2 separate regions of the Danio rerio genome follow, and region 1 is linked to region 2. A link is a contact called in public Micro-C data. All regions are on one chromosome and are shown on one strand. Each heading gives the region's core, a stretch centred on a gene start, on an enhancer-like site or on the middle of the called end of the contact. The rest is flanking DNA. Distances are from core to core; before and after follow the strand shown. Region 1 holds the start of metrn (meteorin, glial cell differentiation regulator). Region 2 overlaps ccdc78 (coiled-coil domain containing 78).

Evidence for each region. A called contact is a pair of places that touch in the nucleus more often than the background predicts.
Region 1: a Micro-C map of caudal fin shows a contact between it and region 2, with 3 times the contacts expected there. The contact joins the promoter of metrn here to the enhancer-like site in region 2. A contact is called at or near these places in 2 of 18 Hi-C or Micro-C datasets (caudal fin and an unstated tissue).

Annotation. Positions count from the first base shown.
Region 1 is chr24:41,618,748-41,623,304 of GRCz12tu, forward strand. metrn (meteorin, glial cell differentiation regulator) reads right to left here and starts at 2,207. Exons shown (of 4, transcript NM_001009983.2): 1 at 1,903-2,207. The coding sequence starts at 2,003.
Region 2 is chr24:41,571,851-41,576,520 of GRCz12tu, forward strand. It overlaps ccdc78 (coiled-coil domain containing 78), which reads left to right. Exons shown (of 13, transcript XR_012399547.1): 5 at 2,496-2,537; 6 at 3,290-3,372. Among named protein-coding and RNA genes, the nearest start is that of ccdc78, 8.5 kb to the left of the region's middle. Within about 2 kb of position 3,406, at least 12 of the 62 cell types and tissues checked have an H3K27ac peak or open chromatin away from gene starts, as enhancers often do.

The DNA of each region.
Region 1 (4,557 bases), core at 957-3,456, 46 kb after region 2:
TATACAAATGAAATTCTATTCTTTTGAGTCTCTTTATCCACTATTAGGAGATAGTTCACTCTAAAATTGTAATTCTGTCATCATTTACTTATATTTTACTTTAATTTGGTTAAACTTAAAAGAATATATTTTGAGAAATGTTTAGAAAGAAACCGGTAACCATTGACATCCATAGTATTTGTTTTTCCTACTATGGAAGTCAATGGTTACCGGTTTTCAGCATTCTTCAAAATATCTTATTTTTGTGATTAACAGAAGAATGTAACTCATAAAGGTTATAAAGGCAGACGCTTTTGTCCGAAGCAACTTAAAATCGAGGAGGAGTTCAGCGATTCTACAAAATGAGGCCGTAAAAGTGCTAATTATACAAACTGAATTATACTCTTTGAGTCTCTTTATCTACAATTAAGGTATAGTTCACTCAAAAATTGTAATACTGTCATCATTTACTCACATTTTACTTTAATTCTGTTAAATCTTAAAGAATATATTTTGAAAAATATTTGGAAAGAAACCAGTAACCATTGACTTCCATAGTAATTGTTTTTCCTACTATGGAAGTCAATGGTTACCGGTTTTCAGAATTTCTCTAAATAACTTATTTTTATGTTCAACCGAAGTACCTAACTTTTAAAGGTCTGGAACTACTCAAAGGAGAGTCAATAGTGAGAAAATATTGATTTTGGGATAAACTCTACCCCTTTAAGTGTGATGCTATCAGAACACAGTCATGTCTCTAGGCCTGCTTTCTATTATCTTAAATGGACAGTTCACCCCGAAAATAAAAGTGTCATTATTTACTCACCCTTCGCTTGTTTAAACCCTATTTGACTTTCTTTCTTCAATTGAACACAAAAGAAGATGTATTTAAAAATGTTGGAAACCTGTAACCATCGATTTCCATAGTAATTGTTTTCCTACTATGAAAATCAATAGTTACCGGTTTTCAGCATTCTTCAAAATATCTTATTTTAATATATTTTAAAATCTAACTTTTTAAAAGTCTGGAATTACTCGAAGGAGAGTAAATAGTGAGAAAATAATCATTTTTGGGTGAACTCTACCCCTTTAGGTGTGATGCAATCAGAACAGTCCTGTCTCTTGGCCTGTTTTCTATTATCCTGAATAGAATATTTTTTTTAAATGTTAGAAACCTGTAACCATTGACTTCCATAGTATTTGTTTTCCTACTATGGAGGTTAATGGTTACTGGTTTTCAGCTTTCTTTAAAATATCTTCTTGTGTGTTCAACAGAATAAACTCATAAAGGTTCGAAACCTTTTAAAGTGAACTATCCCTTTAAGTCCTTTTGGATTTTATAAAGTTGCAAGAAAAGTTAGGCGCCCCCTATTGGTCAGTTTAGCTGCTGGCATTTAAACTTTCCGCACTAATGGAAACATCCATCAGCACTGAAACTAATAAAACTTTTCAGGAACTTCAAAATTTAAAATTTCCGGAGTAAATTACACCCCAAGTATTTAATTGGCTTTTTTCCCGCATCTTTTTTTTTCCTAGTGCGCATGCATATGATAGATAGATAGATAGATAGATAGATAGATAGATAGATAGATAGATAGATAGATAGATAGATAGATAGATAGATAGATAGATTCAATGCATATGTTAGCCATGATATATGAGTATTGCTCTAGTTATTATATTTGCACTTCTCTAAAAAGCGTTAATATTTCTAATTTATTGATATAATCAACGTTATATTTGTACGTTTATTTCAACAATTTTTAAAGTAAATGCAAATAACAAAACCGTATTTAAAATGATTAATTAATACATCAAATTACACAGAAATCATGCAAGACAGCAGAAAAATCAATGCTATTGAGGATAAAACAAAGTTAATATGCAATATAATCGACACGGAAATAATTCCGTGTTATTTACCTTCCTCTCCAGCTGCACTGATCTTCTGAGTAACTGGCCATCGACCAACCCGTCAGGAATGAAATCCATAGCGCAACACTCCTAAATCCCCAAATCTCCATCACTGCGCGTGCTGTTATCCAGAGAGACGCGTGCGTAAAGTCCCGGTCACTGCTTCTCCAAACCTATTTTCTAAAGAACACGCAAACCTACTATTCCCATACTGTTGTCTAAGCCAAAAGACGGATCTGTTTAACTAAACTTTCCCTCTCTTTCTGCAGATCATCAGCCCGTCCCGTTTGAGCAGTGGCACCGCGCGTCCCCGCTGCCGACTGGAGCTCCAGCGCCGAACTTTTACAACTGGAGCAAACTTTAAACTCCGCCCCCACTGGAGGCGTGGCTTTAGCGCAGTTAAAGTCCAATGAATGGAGTCTCGTCTATTCACGCCGGGTAAGGGAAAACGACGGAGGAATTTTTAATCAGCCTGTTCTCAATGAATGAGAAGGATTTTTAAAACATAACACCGCGCTGGCAAGGGCATCCGAGTCACTCTAAAGAATCAATTACTCCGTAAGATTCATTTAATAAATCGAACGATTCACTGGTTCATTTTAACACTGCACTATATCACAACATACTTAATTAATCTTTAATTATATCTATTAACTCTGTAATTATTGTGAGGGATTTTAAAACATAACAAAGGGCTGGCAATAGGATCCGAGTCACTCTAGTGAATCAATTACTCCGTATGATTCGTTTAATAAACCGAACGATTCACTGGTTCATTTTAACAACTCAGCAAGCATGCACTATATCAAAACCTATCTTATTAATATTTATTCTATCCATTGGCTCTGTAATTAATGTGAGAGATTTTGAAACATAACACAGTGCTGGCAAGAGCATCCGAGTCACTCTAGCGAATCAATTACTCCGTATGATTCGTTTAATGAACCGAACGAGTCACTCGATTCACTATACAACAATATATGTCATTGATATTTAAATATATCTATTAACTCTGTAATAAATGTTAAAGATTTTAAAACATAACAGAGCTGGCAATATCATCCGTGTCACTCTAGCGCAGTGGTTCTCAAACTTTTTTCATCAAGTACCACCTCAGAAAAAAATTGTCTCTCCAAGTACCACCAAAATGAGCAGTATTGAAATATAGTAACGTAGTAGGCCCAGTAAAGCAGCTACAACTCTGCACATTTAAAAAAACGTGGCAGATTACCTCAGAAATATAGACTATATGTCATATATGGCATAATATATACATCATTTTTAATAAATTTTGAAATATATGTAGGATGTACATGACATATTTCATTCCTCCGTGTACCACTAGAAGGAAGCCTGCGTACCACTAGTGGTACACGTACCACAGTTTAAGAACCACTGCTCTAGCGAATAAATGACTCTTTAATGAATGAAACAAATGATTCAACTTATTCATTTTAGCACAACACTGTATCAATAATAAAAATGGATTTTAACTGTATCAAAATGATTTTAACCGATATTAAATTGTATTAACCTGAAGGATTTTGAAACATAACACTGTTTTTTATTAATATTAACTCAATGCCACAAGAACAAGAGGTATTACATTTCACATAGTTTCTGAAAGATATATATATATATATATATATATATATATATATATATATATATATATATATATATATATATATATATATATATACATACATACAATTACATGACATTAAATGTTTTCAGAGCATTACCTGTTTCTGTATACTTTAAAGTCATTCACAAATGGGCAATGTTTAGTTTACATTGAGCCCACTTTTTCTTATCTATATGGTATTTTCCTAACAGCATAAACAAATTAAAAATATATTGTTCTTTACAGTTCAAGTTCTCATTATCAGAATAAAACAGTGCATCAAATAAACCAATTTCTATCTTAAAGTCCATTTTTTTTTGTTAATAAACAATTCCAGATCTTTCCAAAATATTCTTCAGTAAATACAATGAAAAACAAGATGCAAAATTGTTTCTTTTTTTAAACCACAAAATTCACACATATATGAAATGTTAAGTTTAAATCTTTCCAAAACATGTTTAGCAGGATAAATTCTATGGAGAATGTTGTAAGACACTTTTTAAAATTTTGTTTAAGCAAAACTTATTTGTCAACTTCCAAGCTTTAACCCAAGAATTATTATCAAATAATGAAAGCCAAAAATGTCTTGCTGTAGGTAGAGCCAACGAACGGAGAGCATTCTTTATAATTTCATTGGTACATTGTTGTTTTACACCCTTAAGAATTGCATCCAAAACAATAGCGAATTCTCTCGATTTAACTGGTAATTAAATTTTTTAAGAAATTCAGTACAAGATAACAAATATCCATGAGGGTTAATTACTGCCTCACTAATGCCCCATTCAAACTGGGCTTCAGCCTCAACGCTTGACTGAAGGCGTGTCTGAAGTTGGGGCTGAATCGATTGTCATAGCAGCGTCAGCCAATGACACTCAGTCAGCAATAGGCCACTGTCTAGCTAGTGTATTTGCATACAATGATCTGATTGGCTGACGCTTCCATCAGCGCTTGAAAAGTTGAGCTAATCCCAACTTCTGCAGCGAGCCACGCCTCTGAAGCGGCGGATCCACAATACAGTTCGGCAACACTTGACGTCA
Region 2 (4,670 bases), core at 2,156-4,655:
TCTGATACGCACATATAATCAGCAATCAACACAAACACGTGCACACACACACACACACACTCACATGCCCACACACACTCACATACACAAACTCAGGCGTTCTCATACTTGCATGTATGCAGACACAGACATACGCACACACAATCACACAAAGGCACGCAGACTCACTACAGTACACACACACACACACACACTCTACATGCACACTGACACACACATATGTACATGCACACATTCTCTCACACACACGCTCACATGCACACACTCATATACACATACTTACATGCACACTGACACACACACGTACATGCACACATTCTCTCACACACACGCTCACATGCACACACTCATATACACATACTTACATGCACACTGACACACACACGTACATGCACACATTCTCTCACACACACGCTCACATGCACACACTCATATACACATACTTACATGCACACTGACACACACACGTACATGCACACATTCTCTCACACACACGCTCACATGCACACACTCATATACACATACTTACATGCACACTGACACACACACGTACATGCACACATTCTCTCACACACACGCTCACATGCACACACTCATATACACATACTTACATGCACACTGACACACACACGTACATGCACACATTCTCTCACACACACGCTCACATGCACACACTCATATACACATACTTACATGCACACTCACACACACATACGCACATGCACACATTCTCTCACACACACGCTCACATGCACACACTCATATACACATACTTACATGCACACTGACACACACATGTACATGCACACATTCTCTCACACACACACTCACATGCACACACTCATATACACATACTTACATGCGCACTCACACACACATACGCACATGCACACATTCTCTCACACACACACTCACATGCACACACTCATATACACATACTTACATGCACACTGACACACACACACGTACATGCACACATTCTCTCACATACGTACACTCACATGCACACACTCATATACACATACTTACATGCACACTGACACACACATGTACATGCACACATTCTCTGACACACACACTCACATGCACACACTCATATACACATACTTACATGCACACTGACACACACACACGTACATGCACACATTCTCTCACATACGTACACTCACATGCACACACTCATATACACATACTTACATGCACACTGACACACACATGTACATGCACACATTCTCTGACACACACACTCACATGCACACACTCATATACACATACTTACATGCACACTGACACACACACACGTACATGCACACATTCTCTCACATACGTACACTCACATGCACACACTCATATACACATACTTACATGCACACTGACACACACATGTACATGCACACATTCTCTCACACACACACTCACATGCACACACTCATATACACATACTCACATGCACACTGACACACACACGCTCACATGCACACACTCATATACACATACTTACATGCGCACTCACACACACACGCTCACATGCACACACTCATATACACATACTTACATGCACACTGACACACACACACCTGCATGCACACATTCTCTCACACACACGCTCACATGCACACACTCATATACACATACTCACATGCGCACTCACACACACATACGCACATGCACACATTCTCTCACACACACGCTCACATACACACACTCATATACACATACTCACATGCGCACTCACACACACATACGCACATGCACACATTCTCTCACACACACGCTCACATGCACACACTCATATACACATACTTACATGCACACTGACACACACACGTACATGCACACATTCTCTCACACACACGCTCACATGCACACTCTCATATACACATGCTTACATGCACACTGACACACACACGTACATGGAAACATTCTCTCACATACATGCACTCACATGCACACACTCATATACACATACTTACATGCGCACTCACATACACACACGCACATGCATACATTCTCTCACATACGTACACTCACATGCACACGCACACACACAAAATCACATGCGCACACATAATCACACAAACACTCACATGTACACACTCTCACATGCAACCTTCACACAAAAATACAACCAAATGTTTATGAGGTTCTGTCCCTGTCCGTGCAATATTTCTCATATCTTATCTTATTTTTTTCTACTTTTTTACTAACTTAAATGATATGGTCATTCTGACTGCATTCTAATTGGCTTCAGTCAAGGCTTTTCTACTTGTAAGACATGTTTTGTGCAAAGTGAGTAACAACTAATGTAATTTGTCATGACATTAAAACAACCATTATGATATTATCATAGGTAATAAATACATGTAGAAGTATGCATATCAATAACAACAGTGATGCTTTCCTTATCAAATCCCATTAATTAAAGTAGTAAACCAGTATAATTCCTAATAAACTTTTATATTTAAACACACTGATTTTGCTGTTTGTTTTAACAGCCAGAGGAGTTTGAACAGAGCAAGAGCACACTGGGGGAAAATGTAAGAATATCCTAAACTATAATTTGATTATGAGTGTATCAAATCAAAAGGATTTAAAGCAGCTTTACAGAAAATCATGCTAATATGCATATCTTACAGTAAAAGTGTTTTGTAGATCACTTAAAAATGAAAATATGCTGTTCAATTATTCATCCTCAGACTATTTAAGATGTTGGACACTTTCTGTCTTTAGTTGAACATTGCATTTTTAGCTAAAATTACCTTGGTTATTCGTTCATTTAACCATTTTCTTGTCGGCTTAGTCCCTTTATTAATCTGAGGTCGCCACAGCGGAACGAACCGCCAGCTTATCCAGCACATTTTTATGCAGCGGATGCCCTTCCAGCCACAACCCATCTATGGGAAACATCCATAAACACTCATTCACACACACACTCATACACTACGGACAATTTAGCTTACCCAATTCACCTGTACCGCATGTCTTTGAACTGTGGGGGAAACCGCAGCACCCAGAGAAAACCCACGCGAATGCAGGGAGAACATGCAAACTCCACACAGAAACGCCAACTGAGCCAAGGATCGAACCAGCGACCTTCTTGCTGTGAGGCAACAGCACTACCTACTGCGCCACTGCTTCGCCATTACCTTGGTTATTCATTTAAAAAAAGAAAAACATGGCTAATTAATGTGGTATAATATTTATAATAGGTTTTGTGTGCTTATCTATAATTTAATATGTTTCTGTATTGTAATGTTGTTTCACACAAGTGCGCTGTTTTTTATTGCAGGGAGTTCAGAATAAGCTGAGAGAGGAGCTAGAAAAACTCAGTAAGAGCTACGAGGAGCAGCAGCGACGGCTAGAGGACAAAGTGTGAGGCACATGATGATGTGTTTGATCTGCATCTCGAATACCAAACACCAGTGGGCGACATTAAGTTTGCAGAACGTTTCGTGATCACTGAAAACACATTGAAGTGTTCACCAAACAGTCATGCACTTGTTTTTTTCTTATCCGGTTTGCATAATATTTAATATTTATGTTTCATTAAAATATCCAGAAACGTCAAGAACAGTGACATTTTTCTGACTTAAGTACTTGCATTATCCCAAATGGTTCAAAGAATGCTCAAATTCTGAGAAATCATCAATTTTAACTGGTGAGAAGGAGTGTGTACTGTGTGTTGATGCTAATGATGTCACACAACCTTGATTTTGGGTTTGGCTTTCTAGAAAACATGGAAAAAGCTGCTTTTTTTTTTTTTTAATTGCAATTTTAGAACACAGAACTTACAAGGGCAATAACAACATTGTATTAACATCCAATCAAGTACAATTTAGGAAAAAAAATGTATTCAAAAACCAAAATTTAAGGCTTTAAAATAAATAACAGTTCTTTTTTGCTTTGGTATTTTATCGTGCATAGGTAATGACTTATTTCTATTTTAAAGTGAGTAAAATTAGTTTTTTTTCACTGCCTATTTACATTTATGAATACAAAATTTTTCCATATATAATAAGCAAATTAACAATATGCCACATTTTGAAGTCGACTGTATTCTCATAAAAAAAAACTTATTTTTCTTTGAATTACAAGGCAATATTCGTACTCTGCTTAACAAAAAAGAAAAGATCACACTAAAACAATTGTGTATAAATACATTCATAAAATAAATGAAAATAAATGAACAATGCTCTCTTCTTTATCATTACAGAAAGTATATTTTAAATCACTATCTTTACAGAATCTTGCAATTGCCAGTTTTGCAGGGTAAATACGATGAACAATTTTAAATGACACCTCTCTAATTTTATTCGTTATACAAAAACGTCTGGAAATCTTAAAAGTCTCGTTCCAGTTTACATCTTGAAATTGTGATCTCCAATACCCAATAGCTGAAGAAACATTGACAATCGATGCGGATAAAGATATAGTTTTAAAAGTGATTCACGGTGTTAAAGAATAGCATAGTTCACACCACAACGATAAAGATACAGAGGGACGATATCATTGGGATCAATTTCAGAATGATTATTCCCAGCTGTTGAACGATGAAACACTGGCTCGTGCTATTTAAAGATACAGACGACACTGTGAACAAACACTGATGTTAAGTATTTAAAAGGTCATTTAAAGATAAAGACTATCATGGAAACAATGTGTTTTACCAT